Linked DNA regions of Zea mays: region 2 is linked to region 1. The links are chromatin contacts, called in public Hi-C maps. All regions are on one chromosome and are shown on one strand. Each heading gives the region's core, a stretch centred on a gene start, on an enhancer-like site or on the middle of the called end of the contact. The rest is flanking DNA. Distances are from core to core; before and after follow the strand shown. Region 1 holds the start of LOC100274336. Region 2 holds the start of LOC100191918.

Region 1 (5,826 bases), core at 1,217-3,716:
GTGGTCTATCACAAAATGTAATGGTGGCATGTGACTTCAATAGTAAATTTGTGCATGTCAGTGCTGGATGGGAAGGATCAGCTGCAGATGCCCGAGTGTTACAGGATGCAATGGCTCATGGTTTCTATGTTCCTATTGGCAAATTTTATTTAGTTGATGCAGGATATGCAAATACTCCTAATTTTATAGCTCCATACCGTAATGTTCGATATCATTTGCAAGAGCAAGCTAGAAGTAATCTAAGGCCAAGCAATGCAAAAGAGTTGTTCAACTTACGACATGCTGGAAATATGTAACCCTCATATTTTCCGCTCTAATCTCAATTTTCCCTAGAACAAACAAAATTCAAATGACATGAACCAAACAGGGATCACCAGAGAAGTGCTAAACTATGCAAATATGTAACCCTAGCTAGAAATAAGAGAGAATATAGTGAATATACCAGCCTTGTCTTCCTTCCCAGATCCTCCTCGCGTGCTGGGAGCGACAGGGAGGCGAGGGAGCTGGGCTGCAGTGAGGCAAGGAAGCTGGGGACGAGGCTGGGACTACAGGGAGACGGTGGCTCACGGAGGGAAACCAGCAAGGTTCACGGACGAGGCTGGGACGGTGCGGGAGGGAAACTAGCGAGGCTCACGGACGAGGCTCGGACGGCTCGGGTCCGAGGGAGCCTAGGAGAGCCGATGGTGAACGCGACAGGGAGACGGCGGCTCACGGCGAGGGAGGTGGCGGCTCACGGCGAGAGATCCTGGGGACGGTGCGGCCGCGGGGATCCGAGGGAGCTGGGGGAGACGGTGGCTACCGCGACAGGGAGACGACGGTGGCAGGCGAGGGAGGTGGCGGCTCACGACGATAAATCCTGGGGGCGGCGCAGGTCCGAGGAACCCTGGGGAGGCGGCGGCTATGGAGAAATGGAGCGTCTGTGATGGAGAAATGGGCTAGCGGCGGGTTCTGAGAGGACAGAGAGAAAACAGAAGGCGCGAGACGGGTCAGGTGGAGGGAAAATTGCGCGCCAGCGTGCGCGTGAAGAAAAACTTGGGTCCAGACCTGTGTGTCAAATACTGTAAAAATACCACAGTTTTGGCTAAACTATGGTATTAGAAACTCTGTTTTCTAATGATCTCCTAAACAGATTTTGGTCCAGAATACTCTAGTATTAGCTAATACCACGGTATTTCTCAAAAACCTTAAAAAACTCCGCTTCCAAACAGGGCCTAATGCACTGTACTGTCTTGAGATGTGTTTAAAGGGCTAACATAAAAAAACACCATGTCTTCACGAAGACACACCTCTAGCTCGGTCTTCTAATCCCAAGGCACAACTTCACTAGTACTAACTCCGTTCTCGAATATTTATTATTTGCCAGTTCATTTTTGAGCTAAAATGTGAGAAATAAAAAAGAACAAAGGAACCCATATAAATGAGTCATATGTCTTAGAGAACTTTTATCGAATACTCCCTCTAGTCTTCAAATACTTGATGTTTAAACAGTTTTCACTTTGGATGCAAATATTTGATGTTGAAGCATTTGAAGCTCATTTTCTCCCATGATCTAGGTGGTCTACATATTCTCCCATGCATAGCTGCTAATTACTACTCTTTATTTTCCCACACGCAAGTCACAAGGGACGTCTATGCATGCATTATAGGACGTACAGCCAGGAGATTCGAATCTCACGAGCTGGCTATTTGAATGGCTTGCGGTCAAATTGCTGCCATCTTGGCCAACACCTGCTTGTGTTTGCTATGTACCCTAGAGTATTTATTAGGGGTATTATAGGAAAGAACAATCGTATTTAATAACTCCTTGGTATATGAGATTATGTCTAAAACATCAAGTATTTAAAGACCGAAGGAAGTAAGATAATATATATATATATATATATATATATATATATATATATATATTAGTTGTGTCTTTTACTTTAAAAACTGCATTATAGTTTCAGGATTACATATGACCTAATATCAAAAAGAAAATGCTGCATAACAAGACCTTGCATGTTTTCCAAGACTGGAAACCATGAGGAAAGGAAAATCTTAACGGCCGTACAGTACAGCTGCGCCGCCGCAATCTCCCTCTTCTGACAGCACCCGGATCTCCGGCTTTCCGGTTCTCCGCACCTCTCTCCTATAGTCCTATGTTGTTTACTTCTTTCTTTCTTGGTTCACAAGCCAACGATCGGCGCCTACCCCTTCTCTCCCGTGAATATCACAGCCGTCCACGTTCTGGGGCCGACAATCCCTGCGACGTCAGATGCTGTACGTGCCGGGGTTCGGTCGTGCATGTCTATGGATTTGGTAACTGGCTGTATCCGTGATTCACTCCGTAATATTTCGCGTTCAATTGATGATTGGTATGAAAAGTAGGCATAGGCACGACGAGGCAGGGAAAGCCTTCGTGCTGCGTACTCCTATATTAGGCTCGCTCCGGAAGGCGAGCAGGCCCCTCCCCTCGCCCTCGCCCTCGCCCCCGTCCGCCGCCGAGTGTTTGGGAAGCGAGCAAGCCGCTCCTCCCCATCCTTGTTCTACGATTGCCCCGCGCGCATCCCATTCCCACGTCGAAGCGGCCGAGGTAGTCCCGGCTGTTGCCAGCGAGCGATGGCGAGCAACGGCATGTCGCTTGTGCATCGAGCCGCCGAGGCGGTGCGCCGCACGCCGCGATGGAAGAAGAGGCTCGTCTTATTCGCCGTCGGGTGCGTCTAGCGGCCTCGCCTCCCCCACGCATTTGTTTTTTTTACCACGTGATTTTCGTCCCCCGTTTCTTGTCGTTTGACCTCCGTCAACCGCGCCGCCGTCGTGCTGCGTTGGGCCGTGTGCTTTGGTGCATTCTGTCACTACAGCTTCCTGAATTCATGTAGAGCTTTTCCTTCCAGGCTCGGAGCAATGGCGTTATGGAGGTTTTTTTTTCATAAGTTATTCGGCCGATCGGTTGAATTTTAAATTGCTTGGATATATTTTTTCTTTTACGAATATAATTCCATCAATACATGATGGCCTGTAAGGCTGTAACACCACAGTTCGGTTACGCCATCGTAGATCCCTATCCGTTATTTCGTTTCCTCAAGTTTCGTTTGTTAAACCACACTGCGTCTGCGTTGATGTGTAAATGTGCTCGATTGTCTGATAAACTAGTAAATGGATCTAATCGTTCTCCTGCTGATATGTCGGTTGTTTATTGGGTCAGAAACAAGGATTTTGTGATCTTAAATTGGCAATCTTGCAATTTACTCGAATATTTCTGGGAGATGAGCCATATATATAAATTTAAAATTGCGAATCATATCACGCTTCCTTATTTATATATTTAGAAATGCAAATCATATCATGCTTCCTTATTTATTATAAATTTAAAATGCCAATCATATCATGCTTCCTTATTGCACGCTTCATCTTGTTTCGTGGTTGAATTAGCCGGGTACCTGGTGCATGCCAAATTTAGAGTGGGTTTTCTAGGTATTTAAATTGATTATATTGTCCATGTATTGCAACGCTACATATGGACCTATGTGCTTGGATTAAATGAGATGATAGAAGCTAAAATTTTCCATTTTTTTTCTTATACCGGTAGATGCGATTCCAATTATGAGCAGTAGTTATGCTTTGGTTCATTCTACCACCGTGTGAATGTAATACTTCCTGAATTCTTACAGTTGTCACCTTTTATTGACAAATGTTTTCACATAATACTTCAGTTTTAGGTCAGGGGCATTGTTAAGCATCTATTTTTTTTGTTTGGTCGATCACATGGATTTTTAAATTGCTTACATTGATGTTCTAATTTTGTAAATATGTTCCTTAATCGTATTTTTTCTACAGTGGTTCATTGTTTTTGCTTGGTTTGTTAAACCACACCATATTCCTTATCAAAGTCAGTATAAAAACCATGTTAAAAGATGTGCTTTGTTTTGTATTTATCATTTATGAGTGTTTATATGGGATCACATACAAGACTTTTGTGGTTTCATATATATGATCCAGCATATTACTTGGATATTTCTGAAACATATGTCATGCCCAACACATGCAATTTACATCAGAACGTCCTTCCTTATTTCACAGTTCTATCCTTGTTGTTTTATTGATGATTTAACTTGGTACGTTTTGAATCTGGGATTTAGGGAGCAGGCAGTAGGTGATCTAGGTATTCGAGTTTGTTACAATTAATGTGTCATGAGAATATGCAATATGCTATATGTGTATATGTTTTTTTATTATTTCTCATCTAGTTAATGATATAGCAGAAAATGAAATTCTTCCATTTTTTATTTCCTCTACCCGGAATGTGTTTCAAATTCTGCAGCAGCACGTGTAGCTGTTCACCACGCTGTTTGATGATCACTAAAATGTAGGTAACGTTGTTTTAGCAGTTTGGAATTGTTTCCTTGGTTGCATACAGAAAGGAAAAATAATCTTTAGCCCTTGTACTAAAACACTTTTTATCATGAATCTTGAATTCCTACAAATCTCAGAAGTGGTTATCAATTTGTGAATATATCTGGAAAAGGTGTCAAGGAAGCTTAAGTTTTAAATATTTTGGCAATCTAACAGGCACACTTTTAACTGTTTTTGTAGAGCTAGCACCTTAACTTACGCTTGTCAAGACAATCGAGTTCTTCAAATTTGTGATGGGACTGGAAACAAGAAGAAGGTGGTTATCCTTGGTACAGGATGGGCAGGTGCAAGTTTCTTGAGAAATATCGACACATCTTTGTATGATGTCCATGTGGTATCACCTCGCAATTACTTCACCTTCACTCCTTTGTTGCCAAGTGTGACATGTGGCACAGTTGAAGCACGTAGTATTGTGGAGCCAATTCGCAATATTGTGAGAAAGGTATGAGCTGAATATGCTCCAAATTTGTAGTACTTATGACTATGAGCTGATCATATTTTTTGTTTTATAGTTTTGTGTCAGTACATAGGATATATCATGGACTTCACAATTGATATATGTCATAAAATGCTAGTTCTGCAGTTGATTTGTGTGTAACATTCTGTAGAGAAATGGTTCATTTCGATTTTGGGAGGCTGAATGCATCAAGATTGATCCAAGAAACAAAAAAGTCCATTGCAGATCAGATGTTGGGACAAACATTAATGGAAACGGTGAATTTGTTGTGGATTATGATTACCTGATTGTCAGTATTGGGGCTAGACCTAATACTTTCAACACACCTGGTGTTACTGAGAATTGCCATTTCCTAAAGGTAAGTACTGTAAGGCACAGTGAAGCAATGAAGTCCCTAATTGAATTGATGAACAAAGGTTTTGCAGGTTCTTTATATATATTTTTTTGTATAGATGCCAAATTTAGCTTGGATCCTACTTTTTACATTTTAATTATATGTCACTTTAGCTTTATCCTACGTAAAACTTCTAACTTTGATCAAGTTTTTAGGAAAAAAATATATTAACATCTACAAGCTCAAGTAAATGCGCTATCAAACATCTACATGCTTTTTTCTACAAACTTAGCTGAAGTTAGTGAAATTGTTTTAGAGCAAAGATATTAATTTGGTTTACTGTGTCTATCCATGGCCTGTTGCTTTCTGCTGCTTTTGATGTAATATGTAATGATGTGACGTTTTTTAATTATTGTATAATTGAGTGTCTTTTAAAAGAGTGTCACTATTGTAGGAAGTAGAGGATGCTCAAAAGATCAGGAAGAGTGTCATGAAATGTTTTGAAAGAGCTGCCCTTCCAAATCTTTCTGAGGAAGAGCGAAAGAAGAACCTTCATTTTGTTGTTATTGGTGGTGGCCCAACTGGGGTAGAATTTGCTGCAGAGTTGCACGATTTTGTGAATGCGGACTTGGCAAAGCTGTAT
Region 2 (5,826 bases), core at 1,312-3,811, 150 kb before region 1:
CCTGCCTAATAAACAAATGAAGTGGGAAAATAATCTATTTGCCGCTCATGGCAGTCTGCGCTTGTTGCACCTTGGCCCCAAAACCGCACTTCCTTGTGAGGAGGCTCCAGGACCGCCGGGGCTTCCCGAGCCGCCGGATCTCCTGCTTCATGCTCTTGCACTCCTTCTCCAGGTCCGACACCCGCGCTTTCACGTCGGTGATGGTCTCCTTCCCATCGGGTGCGTCGCCCTCTACGTCACTGTCGGCGTCTGCTTGCGGGCAGCCTGCGATGGCCGCGGTGCCCTTGGGGACGATGGCGCCGCCGGCGTGTGGGCGCGCGCCGTCGCCCCCTGCCGCGTTGTCTGACACGAAGAACCACCCGGCTATGGACGTTCGCAGGCGGAGCTGCTCGAAGAAGAGCACCTGCACCACCACCCGAAGCGGCAGCCGCTCGTTCTGCGCCGCGTGCGTGCACGCCTCCAGCGACAGCTTCTGGCAGTTCAGCAGCCGGCACAGCTGCTCCCTCTCCGATTCTGACAGCCACGGGTGCGACTGCAATACATACAGGTGCATGGCATGGCGACAAGATCACGAAGGGAAACGTGAATGCCCACGGTTCGCGATGTGTACCTTGAGGTATATATCGATGGCGCGGTAGATGCCGTCGTCGACGGGGCGCGCGTAGTCGGGCACCACGGCCGCGAGCGCCTGGAACTTGGGCAGCTTCAGGTTGGTGTCCGGCGCCACCTCCGCGAGGAAACCGTCCATGAGCTTGGCCACCATGGTGATCGGCGACAGCGACGACGACGGCGTCGCGCCTTGGGGTATCCCGAGGCTGCCGCCACCCTCCTCTGCCAGCGCCGGCGACGTGTACCCGGTCCCGATCCCGTCCGTGGACGACATGAAGTAGTCCAGGATCCGCTGCACGCAGTCGATGTCATAGAGCGTCTCGACGTGGTAGCCGAGGTTGGGCACGAGCAGGTCGTCCAGCGACGCGTCCTCCAGCTGCGCGCCGATCCGCCGCTCCAGATTCTCCCGGCACAGTGGGCTGGCGTGGAGGAGCATCGCCGTGCGCAGCATTCCCAGCAGGAACTTGGTGGAGGCCACGCCCTTCTTGGTCGGCAGCAGCGCCACGATCTCCTCCAGGAAGTACCTCTGGTCGCCCTCCGACGGAGCGGACACGCTGGCGGCGCGCGGGGTGATGTTGCGGCTGCTCATGCCACCGCCGGCGCCGCCGCTGCCGTCGGCGCCGTAGCTGGCCAGCGCGTTGCTGAAGCTGGTGTTGCGCTTCAGCCCCGGGAGGAACCGCCCGGCGTAGAACATGATGGCGCCGGCGATGCTCTCGTCGCGCATGCCCTTGGCCTCCATCGCCTGGATGAGGCGCTTGAACATGGGCAGGCTGAGGAAGGACACGTCCTCGTACCACCAGTCCATCCCGGCCGCCGCCGCCGCCGCGGCGGCGGAGGACGTCGTGTCGCCCGACCGGATGCCGTTCCAGAGCGCGTCCTTGTCGACGCTGGCGTTCCTGACCACTGGCGCGGCAGCGTCGGAGCCGCAGGCCTTGGAGGCCAGCGCCGTGATGCAGCGCGAGACGAGGTGCAGGTCCTCGGCAGTGGGGAGCACGCCCTCGCAGGTCTCGAGCGCCTTGATGGAGTCCTTCCAGTTGGCGAGCACGTCGACGAGGAAGCACTCGGCCTGCGTGATGAGGTTGCCCTCGGCGTAGTCGTCCGTCATGCGCAGGTACTCGGCGGCGCAGCGGAGGCACACCACGTTGAGCGCGTTGAGCTCGATCTTGACGTCGTAGCAGAACTTGGCCGCCAGCTCGAAGGCCTTGGCGCCTCCGGGGATGTCGTCCAGCTGCAGCGTGCACATGCCGCCGCCATCCGCCGGAGCCTGGTACTCGCTGATCATCCGCTGCAGCACGCCGCTCCGGCTCAGCAGCGGGAACTGCGCGCGTACCCAAGAGAGGCGCGGCGGTTCACTTCAGATTCGGAGCAAGCCGAGATCAGCACTCGAGAACAATGCGGCACTAACCTTGTGGAGGTAAAAGGACATCTCTCCGACTTCGACAACTACATCACTCTCGAGCTCGGTCGTGCATCTCCTGGGAAGATAATGAGATCAAGGTGAAAGTGTGAAATTTTGGAACACCAAGGACTCCTTTGGATTGGAGAGAAAAAAAACTATTTTTCAAAGGAGTACTGTGACATCTGCAGTAAAATTCGCTTTTGGACCGAATGGCAAGAAGGACAGACATGCTATTACAATAATTTAGGGTTTACTGTGCCAAAGAGACCGGCATATTTCTCGTAGAAATCCGGCTTAATATATTACATAGTATCCCAGTAATTTGAAAGAAGGCAGAACGTATCGTGAATCATCAACACACAAGCGAAAGAAATCGAGATAACCATGTGAGGTCTTGGAGGACGAAAATCTCCGGCTTGGAACCCAGCTTCATGGTGGCCATTATTGGCCTCCTGCTGCGCCAGTTCGTTATTCCAGTCGACGACTCCGGAACGACGATCTACCAGCCGGCCGGGGCCAAGCAGGATGATGGAGTGGTATCCACTGATCTATGCTTGCGTTTTTTTTGGGAAATGGAAGGCCAGGAAAGATGGTGGCCAAGTATTTATGGGTGGGACGTGGGAGTGGGAGAGATCAGAGATGGAAGGAATTCGATGTGCTCATGCAGACAATGGCGAGAGAGCACGCGGCCAGTCAAAGCTAGGCCCGGGTCCAAGGGAGCTGGGAGCGGGCACTGCTATCGTTCGGTGAAATTTTAGGCTGTGTCCATCCAGTGCCACCAGAAATATTTATTCATGGGAGCAGCTAACTGACAGCTGGGGCCTCCTCCCACTTGTTGATGCGTCCGGACCGGCCTGCCAGTGCTGGACCCTGTGTTTTATTCGGCTCCTGCCCCACTAGTCAGACGCTCATCGGTCCTCGGTAGCAGCAGGCGTCCCCGTGGTCATTTTGACAGGCGATCGACGGAGACCGGGAGAGGTGATGGATGGCCATGCATGCATCTCGCAGGAACACTGCCTGGTTAGTGGTCGCTGTCGGCCCTTGCACCACCTGGCCAGCAAGATCCACTTCTCAGGGGGTTGTCTGTTCGACCATCAGCTACTAATACTGTAGTAGATCTATCCGTTTACGCGCGCACCTGCGGAAATACACTCTGTAATCGAGTCTGAAGCAGGGTTCTACGGCGGCCAAAAACCGATCAGCACCGATAACCAGTTTAGGGCTTGTTCGGTTATTTTCAATCCATATGGATTGGAGAGGATTGATACGGATTGGAAGAGATTTTTACTTAGGGCTTGTTCGGTTAGCTCCCAATCCATGTGGATTAAGTGGGATTGGGTGGGTTTAAATCCCAAGCAAGTCAAATTTCTTCACAAGTTTTTCCAATCCCGTCCAATCCATTGTTAATGGGATTAACCGAACAAGGCCTTACTAGGGATTGAAACCCCCTCAATCCCTCTCAATCCATATGGATTGGGATAGAACAGAACAAGCCCAGTCACGTTCGTTTTCTCTCCAATTCATGTAGGGGCTTGTTTGTCTTGGTCAATGTATGTGGATTGAGTGAGTTTAAATCTCAAACAAGTTAAAATCTTTCATCATTTTTTCAATCTCATCTAATCCACATGGGATAGAAATAAATGAACAAGGCCTAAATTGAAGGGGATTGGATGGGTTTAATCCATAGCAAGTCAAAATCTCTACTATTTTTTTTCAATCTCATCAAATCCATATGATATAGGAATGATCAAACAAGACTTTATCGTGATTAATCGGGATAAACCGGTAGAAAAGGACCAAATACAAATCCAAACCAGCTTTTGATTTTCATCGGTTCGGGAACGGTTTATCGGCCGATACGACTGATTAATTGGTCATCATTTTGATAAACCAGTAGCAATGCATGAGAAACCAAACCTTTTTTTGGCAAATAGAGCACATTTAGGTCACAAAATTTTTAAAAAGGGCCTAAATGTTATCACAAGTACAATAACAACATTTAGCGGTTCAAAATGCATTACATGATACAGTTGCATGGTTCATATACATTGCATGCCACAGTTTCATACTTCACAAATACTACCGAAGATACAATACAACCTCCGATGAAGATCATTCCCACATTTGTGCATTCTACTGATCATATGTCATATTATACTCCTCCGATGAGAGCAACATAATACATTGCTCACGCATCAACTGTAACTTGTTCTTCGCCCAAGTCTGCCCAGTCCACGTAGAAGTGTACTCCACGAGTCCACCAACATTTGGTAGTACTCAGGCTCCTCCTATTGGTACACCCACATCATCGGTTGCCGAGTCACTTCACCGACCGGATAATTCACATACGGAAGGAGTGAAGATGAACCTTGTCTTTCATTGCTAGAATCGGGGGTCCAATACAATTGTTGTAGGTCGTGGTGTCCCATCCCGTGAACGTGGTCCTACACTCCCTAGGTGTGTCGTGATCTTGGTTTTATGTAGCATCTTCTCCTTCTAAGAAGGTGTTCTCCCAATTCCCAAACATGGCACGAATACCTGAGAGCACCTAGAGGGGGGGTGAATAGGTGATCCTGTAAAACTTGAACTTAATGCCACAAACACTTGGTTAAACGTTAGCACAGTATTGCCAAGTGGCTGGAGAGGAGTCTCAACAAAACACAATAACCACAAGAGATCAATCACAGAGATGGCACAGTGGTTTATCCCGTGGTTCGGCCAAGACCAACGCTTGCCTACTCCACGTTGTGGCGTCCCAACGGACGAGGGTTGCACTCAACCCTTCTCAAGTGGTCCAAAGACCCACTTGAATACCACGGTGTTTGCTTTTCTTTTCTATATCCCGTTTGCGAGGAATCTCCACAACTTGGAGTCTCTCGCCCTTACAAAGATGTTCACAAAGAACCACGGAGTAAGGGAGGGATTAGCAACTCACACAAGACACAAAGATCACAGCAAGTACGCACACACAAGACCCAGACTTAAGCTCAAAAGACTAGCACACTAGAACGGAGCTCAAAGCACTAGAATGTCGAACAAGTGCGCAAGAATGAAGTGTGAGTGATCAAGAGTGCTCAAGGAATGCTTGGTGTCCTCCTCCATGCGCCTAGGGGTCCCTTTTATAGCCCCAAGGCAGCTAGGAGCCGTTGAGAGCAATCCAGGAAGGCAATTCTTGCCTTCTGTCGCCTGGCGCACCGAACAGTCCGGTGCACAACCGGACACTGTCCGGTGCGGATTTCCTTCCTTATTTGGCGAAGCCGACCGTTGGCAGCCTTGGAGTCGTTGGCGCACCGGACACTGTCCGGTGCACACCGGACAGTCCGGTGCCCCCTCCCGACCGTTGGCTCGGCCACGTGTCTCGCGCGGATCGCGCAGCCGACCGTTGGCCCGGCCGACCGGTGCACACCGGATAGTCCGGTGCACACCGGACAGTCCGGTGAATTATAGCCGTACGTCGTTAATTCCTTCCCGAGAGCAGCTAGTTTGCCTGAGCCAGCCTGGCACACCGGACACTGTCCGGTGCACCACCGGACAGTCCGGTGCACCCAGACCGAGCTGACTTTGGCTGAACAGAGCCATCCCATTTCCAATTCAATCTTTCCTGTTTCCAGCACTTAGACACAATACATTAGTCCATAAAACAATGTACTAAGTCTGGAAACATACCTTTTGACATGATTTGCACTTTGTCCACCACATTGCATAGATCAACACAAAAGCACTTGCGTTGGCACTCAATCACCAAAATACTTAGAAATTGCCCAAGGGCACATTTCCCTTTCAATCTCCCCCTTTTTGGTGATTTATGCCAACACAAC

What was found. A called contact is a pair of places that touch in the nucleus more often than the background predicts.
Region 2: a Hi-C map of leaf shows a contact between it and region 1, with 5 times the contacts expected there. The contact joins the promoter of LOC100191918 here to the promoter of LOC100274336 in region 1. A contact is called at or near these places in 2 of 25 Hi-C or Micro-C datasets (leaf and leaf mesophyll).

The regions. Positions count from the first base shown.
Region 1 is chr3:195,957,081-195,962,906 of Zm-B73-REFERENCE-NAM-5.0, reverse strand. It overlaps LOC100274336, which reads left to right and starts at 2,466. Exons shown (of 10, transcript NM_001148697.1): 1 at 2,466-2,693; 2 at 4,573-4,834; 3 at 5,001-5,207; 4 at 5,638-5,826. The coding sequence starts at 2,599.
Region 2 is chr3:196,107,668-196,113,493 of Zm-B73-REFERENCE-NAM-5.0, reverse strand. LOC100191918 reads right to left here and starts at 2,561. Exons shown (of 4, transcript NM_001137342.1): 1 at 2,392-2,561; 2 at 2,015-2,084; 3 at 611-1,927; 4 at 1-532. The coding sequence starts at 2,450. The coding sequence ends at 35.